Linked DNA regions of Zea mays: region 2 is linked to region 1. A link is a contact called in public Hi-C data. All regions are on one chromosome and are shown on one strand. The core of a region is the stretch at or near the end of the contact, and the rest is flanking DNA. Distances in the headings are between cores, read along the strand shown. Region 1 holds the start of LOC100275199. Region 2 overlaps LOC100277914.

Region 1 (3,437 bases), core at 928-3,427:
GCTAGCCAACCTCTGAATTGCATGAATGAGGGACAACTCTGGTAAATCCGTTCAATCATTTATGGGAGTTGAGAATCTTTTTAATGGAGCATAAGAAAACTTCAAACATTTGTTATTCGTTTGATTTGACGTTGTTTGCGTAGGCTGTCAAGTGTAATGTATATTTAGTATCTCAGTAGTTTTTTTGGACACGGTCACAGGGGGGCTGTTGTTAGCTTTAGCCTATCCCACAATCGATGTGTTTGTTTTTCTCTGTCCTTCCCGTGTATCCATTGATTACTATGTCTGTATAGTTTCTTGGTATTAAAATATTTATTTCCATTATATTATGCAAAACTGCAGTAGCTCATAACCAATATTAATAAAATAGTACTCTGTGTTGCAAGTCAGAGCCAGAGATCATTCACTTGACTTCATGGGATCGTCCCTCTGATCATGCCACATCCAGAAGGGGATCCTCCTGCTCAAGCCCAGAAAAGGAGGTGCACAACTCGTCGATGACCTTGCTTCGTCCTTCGCTAGCCTGCTAGGCCATTTCTACCCATTGGCTGCTGGCTGTCTCGCTGCCTCAGAGATCGTAGACGGTGTTGCAAGTCCAAAGCCCGCCATCACTCTCAGCTGCAATGGCGAATGCACCAAATTCATTCATGCCATGGCTCCTGAGGTCACCAACAGTCGTGTTGTCCTTGTTCCTGCTGAACGGCGGGCTGCTGAATATGGAAGCACTCGTGGCCTCCCTCCCTACGCTGTCCACACAGGACACAGCCGCCAGTGCTGGACAGATGCCTCTACCCTTTAGCAAGCTGGAGGACATCGTCCGGCCATCCGAGTACACGCTGGTGCAGGAATGTTTCTTCCATTTCTCTGCGGAGAACACAAAGAGGCTCAAGACAAAGGTAAACACCGAGTCTGAGATAGCCGGAACCGCGATTTGGGCGTGGTTTCGCCGTGCCCAACAGGCTCGATTGGGCCGTCGGTCGTTGCACCTTACTATATCTTTTAAGATATATAAATATTTATTTTTAATAATGCTGATAAAACTATAGAATAATAATTAGTGTTTTATATATTAATATATTTTATTATATTGATCCCGTAATAACGCATGGATATATGCCTACTAAATTTGACAATCGAATCTTTTGCCAAGTTTTTTTTAAAAAAGGTCTGTTCTCGGCTGATAGGGTGGCTGTAACCATAGACACGGTAGGCAGACTCAGCTCGCATATCCTGGTAAGTCTCAGCAGCAGCTCATATCCCCGTCGCTGTCTCGTACGTTCCGTAATCCGAACGGACAGCCATGCTGCTGTCGAGGTTAATCACCGTGGCAGATAAGTCCAACACTATATACATACACGTACATCAAAATTAGAGTAGAAAAAAAAAAGAAAGGCCACAAGGATCGGAATGGTTTCGACTGCAGAAACTAAAAAAAAAGACATGGACGGCTTTGCCACCACGCAGACCTCTGCTTTAGTTTCTCCGCATGGAGCAGCGGCAGGGGCATGTGCGTACGCTATCCCCCGGCCGAAAAGCCCGACCTGGAGAGCCACGGGATTTGCCAAAGCGAAAAAAAGCAGCTACTAGGATACTGAATGCCCATCCATGCATGACGTAGCATCCATTATTACCTTGCTTTATCTTCTTTTTCTACAGGGCGGAGATTAAACCTCCCTGCACTTGTTGTAGTTCGACACGGGAAGAACAGCTCATCACTTTTTCTTGTAGCTGCAGACAAGTGGCAAGCATTGCTGACGTGGAGCTAGCTCACTTGTTGCCGGTCTCAATGTTTCTGTCAACATACCAGTAAGCTAAGCATCCGGTTTGGCAACACGAACATGAGGGCCGGGCACCAGATTAAAAGCTGGACGGTCGTCGCATATGTTCATCAGGCAACTAAATAATGCGGCACGAGTCGCCATCAGCTTACCGGTAAAGCAAATCCTCCTCCTCCTCTCGCAGAGACTACTACTCTAACAATGCAAAGCATCTCCGTGCCATGCCCATCACACAATGAGAAATCTTAATTTGTTTTGCTTCTCTCTCTGTCTGTCCCTTTTTATATGAAAAGGAACAAGAGATAAAAGATACAGGAACCAAAAGGCGACGAGCTCAAATCTGTTCTGGTGTATCCAAGGAAGAGCCCATATATACACCTGACCTTACACGGCCATACCAACCAGGACAGATAGATGGAGGATCATCACACGGACAGGAGGATATCCAAGGAGGCCGGCGAGGAAACGAAGCTGACCAGGAGCTTCCGCTACGAGGACTACAGCACCAGGCGAGTCTTCCTGCGCAGCTACCCGCTGCAGTGGGACTGGTCGCCCTCGCGGGACGACGACGACGACGACAAGCAGGACGGCCAGGATGCCGCCGACGGCGACGAGTGCTGCGGCAGCAGGCGGTGGAAGAGCAAGATGGTGGCGGCCGTCACGGAGTGGGGGGAGGACAAGCTGCTGCTGCTACGCAGGGCCAAGAAGCGCCTCGCGCTCTACCTCATCGGCTGCCACCACCACGGTCGCCGCGCGCTGCCCTTCCCGTCAGCCTCACCCGCCGGATCATGCACCGTCGCCATGATGCTCGCCTCCAGATGATCGATAGATATCCACCACCGTACGTGCACGCACGGCGCGCGCGCGTGCATCATATATGTGTGTGGTCGACCATCGGTCGCGCGCGCCCCACGTCGTCTTCCTCTCTCTTTCTAGTGTATGATTGGCCCCTACATACGTGCTCTCGGAAATGAATTGAAAATGCACTGTATACTCTTGCTACCAAAAAAGTTGATTAATTACACACACCACAGGTAAATACGACGACCTATAGCAGAGCTATTACTTTAATTATGTACTACGTCTACGCGTACATTATTCATAATATGATCATGAAACTGAGTATAAGTGCATTGTACAAATTAGGCTTTTTTCGGTTATTCCTATTTCATGTGGATTAGATGGAATTGGAAAAATTGTGATAAATTTTGACTTGTTTGGGATTCAAACTCACCCAATCCCACCCAATTCACATGAATATTAAGAGCAAAACGAACAAACCTTAAGGTATATATACAGGTCCTATATGCAGACTTAGCTAAAAAGAAATAATCACTTAATCGGGTTCTACAATCCTTCACAATATTCTAATGCAAGCATACACCAAAGAGAACACGTAGGAGGAGGTAGTTTAATCATAATTACATATTATATTACTTTAATGAGGTTAATTATTCGGTAATATTCAAGATTAGCAGCACAAGTATAAGACAATGGTAACATGTCATCAACTACCTGAATCTATTACCATAAACACTATAAAGTAAGACTATCAATCATACTTAAGCAAGACAATATAGTAGAGCAACCACAACCAACATGTTTAGGACAGCAGCACAACAGTTACTTGTTTCAATCATTACTCAAAAGATATTCATC
Region 2 (3,470 bases), core at 70-2,569, 200 kb after region 1:
TTGTAACCTGTAAAATTAAACTAATTTGTAGGTTGACTAACAACCCGCCTCATCCTGCACTGTACCAGCCTCTAGTGCTCATCAACTCTTTGACAAGCCACGTTCCAATCTACTTGGTAGATTGTTATAGTGATTGGGAAAAACACATGGAGAACACTAAGATGGCTGCATGAGCATGCGCGGTTCGTGGGGAGTAGGTGAGGACGCTACGCTAGCACCTCGCCGGTCATCAAGCTACCAGGGCTCGCATGCCTCCCCGACCGCCACGATACACATCTTCGTCGCTAGGCTCATGGGCCTACCTGCTGCCAACATGGTGGTCGTCGCGCCCATGGACTCATGGGCAAGACGGTGAACTATGAGAGAGAATATTTGGAAGAAAAAAGTTAGGAGAACGAAGGAGAGAACAAGAAATTCGACCCGATTATTTTTTGAGGGTCTAATAGAGATAAAAACTAAAGGAAATGGATGGAAAAACCTACATCGAGCAACAACATAAAACAAATAGATACAGAGAAAACATTTTGTTGTTGTTTGCTTGTCAGTGGTGTACATATACTATGGTCATTGTTCTTTGAGCCATTAAACCACTTGACATTGAGAAGAGTGAATGGCTAGAATGACATTTTGTGCTATAATTTATCACGATGTGAAACTTTAGCTAATACACTATTGTATATTAAGACGATTTTGGTTTCTTAAATACAGGATAAATACATGTAACCCAGCTAAAAACAGGATAAACTTTAGCTAATACACTAATACATATTAAGACAATTTTGATAAACTTTAGCTAATACACCAATGCATATTAAGACAATTTTGGTTTCTTAAATACGGGATAAATATAGGTAACCCAGCTAAAAATGGATCCACAAAAACGAGTGAGGTAGACACTCACGTTTCTGCCTCGTTTCCGAAATTCTTTTTCGCAACTACAAAAACAGTTTCATCAAATGTGAAAAACGATTAAGTCAGAATAAAATTTTACCCTTCCATTTCCAAGCCTAGGGTGATACACTTGTTTTCTAGGGTTCTAAGGCTATCCGCAGCGGTTTCCTTTAAATTTTTTTCTCTATATAATTTTTTTATGTCACATTATCAACATTTCATCCCCTATTTTTTCATCTCCAGCAGCGGTTCCCCCTATTTTATCCCCATATACCACACTACAACCATAAAATATCATTTTCTATACCTACTTTTCATCTCATATCAATTTTTCATTTACTAACAATTAATCGCGGACCCATAACACAGCAGAAGGGAGAGGAAACGAGCGCACGCTGCATCCAGCGAAGGAGAGGGGGGCAGTGGTGCGGCGTCTAGCGGCTGCCTATTGCGAGGGGGGGGGGGGCAGCCGCGGGAAGCGTCGCGGGTAGCCTAACTAGACTTGATCAAAAGGAATCTATCTTTATAAAAAAAACTTACAATTTACAAGAGGGAGAGCGAGTATAAGTATACATAGTTTTGTCGAATCAGTTTTAGGGTTTAGGGTTTTAGTATGTTTGTCTACTTGAACAGTGAACAAGACCAGCTACCGTATCTTAATTTCTTGAAGACAAGACTATAGCAAAAAATTGGAAGGGGCAAACATCCTTCCAAGCTGCACTGTTTCACTTAACTATACACCAATGTACCAAGATCCAGTTTAGACTTGATGAGAACAGCTAAAACACCAAGGCATGAAAATATCTACATTGATTGCGGAAAAAGTATGGGGAAAAGGTTTCCAGGTGCCAGTGTTCCCTCAGAATGTGGACAAGATGTCAAGATGTACTAAAGGAAAATAAACCATCGCAAGGAACATTAAGGCACAACCATTCCATTCTATTGAGAATTATTCAGATGGTAGATGCTCTGGAGCCAATGAGCTCCAAAAACTTTGAACAAAACTTTACCAATGCAAAGCACAGTTAGTTTGGAGGGATCAATCTTCTGGGATTCGCCATCTTCTCAAAGCCTTCTCAAGTGTCTCAGCTCGTTCATGGACATGTGCTGCTTCATCTTCCACCCAAGTTCTGAAATAAGATGGTATATGTGTAAGATCAGTACCAAACATCTTTTTTTCCTTTTCAATTTAGCCCAAGAGTACCCATACAACAAATTAGGCCTAGTTTAGGTACTCTAGTAATGAGTGGGATTGGAGTGGATTGAGATGTATTAAGAGAGTATTTGATCTATTGGGGATTTACACCCTCTCCAATCCCTCCAAAACACTCTAATATCAAAGTATTCAAACTAGGCCTTAAGGGGTTGTTTGGAAACAAGAGTAATGGAGTGGATTGAGGGGGCCAAAATTCCTTACTATTCAGGGGGTGTTTGATTTCTAGGGACTAATTTTTAGTCCCTCTATTTTATTTTATTTTAGTCCTTAAATTGCTAAATAAATAAACTAAACTAGAGTTTTAGTTTAGGGACTAAATGGAATAAAATGGAGAGATTAAAAATTAGTCCCTAGAAACCAAACACCGCCTCAATTTTGAATAGTAAGGGATTTTAGCCCCTCAATCCACTCCATTACCCTTGCTCCCAAACAAGCCCTAAATGTGAACTTATAAATACCCCAAAGTACCAAGTCTAGATAGATAAATGTTGTACAGTTGGTATCCAGCACCGACAACACATTTTACATTTTAGGGTTTGTCCATGTAAAAACCTCAGTCCATGTATTCATCTCAATACATATATGATGATAAATGTTGTACAGTTGGTATCCAGCAACGACAACACATTTTACATTTTAGGGTTTGTCCATGTAAACACCTCAATCCATGTATTCATCTCAATCCATATATGATGGGATGGATTGATATAGAATTATGATGTGGAATTGAGTTAAAATCCACACGAATCCACCCAAACACACATGGATTGACGATTGAGTTAGATACCAAAGCCTTAGAAAACATCAACGGCATAGTGCTGTCACTGAAACAACGTGTATATTATTTTTCGCATTAAAATTGCATCAAGGGACCCCTATTTCCTTTAATTAACACAAATGCAGATGAGCAGATTTACCAGCATAAAAGCTTGGTATGGTTCAATATAGTAGAAATTGATTCTGGAGTTTTAAAACTCGGCCTAGGAGGTAAGATAGTCCCGAACATTGAATTAAGAAATATAGGTCGAGAAAACCCTCGAACTGCCCCACTCATACACATCAGCCCTGTAGCTCATGTGACCATACACAACGGCACCATAGGCCATATGAGAACCTTGAACCCGACCAAAACCAAGGTTGACCTTAGACATGTGCTTTGTCGTAGGAGAGACGAGAGGATTTGTTCAAAATTGAACAGAAATGAATTTTAGCCCCCCCTCAATCCCCATCTCGCAAACAAGTCCTAACGGTGTTAATTCAGTCCACAAAAAGACGTTTGTACCCTTGCAACATTTCCCCACTTTTTATTAACTGATTATAAATTTGCCCGTATTTTAATATGAAAGTTTGGAATATAATCATA

What was found. A called contact is a pair of places that touch in the nucleus more often than the background predicts.
Region 2: a contact with region 1 is called in a Hi-C map of tassel, with 4 times the contacts expected there. The contact joins the enhancer-like site here to the promoter of LOC100275199 in region 1. A contact is called at or near these places in 4 of 25 Hi-C or Micro-C datasets (ear, leaf and tassel).

What each region holds. Positions count from the first base shown.
Region 1 is chr9:49,599,354-49,602,790 of Zm-B73-REFERENCE-NAM-5.0, forward strand. It overlaps LOC100275199, which reads left to right and starts at 2,178. Exons shown (of 1, transcript NM_001149347.1): 1 at 2,178-2,859. The coding sequence starts at 2,193. The coding sequence ends at 2,600.
Region 2 is chr9:49,798,287-49,801,756 of Zm-B73-REFERENCE-NAM-5.0, forward strand. It overlaps LOC100277914, which reads right to left. Exons shown (of 10, transcript NM_001279425.1): 10 at 1,668-2,021. The coding sequence ends at 1,931. Among protein-coding and RNA genes, the nearest start is that of LOC100277914, 27 kb to the right of the region's middle. Within about 2 kb of position 1,320, at least 6 of the 20 cell types and tissues checked have an H3K27ac peak or open chromatin away from gene starts, as enhancers often do. A contact at or near this core is called in ear and tassel, where this site is marked.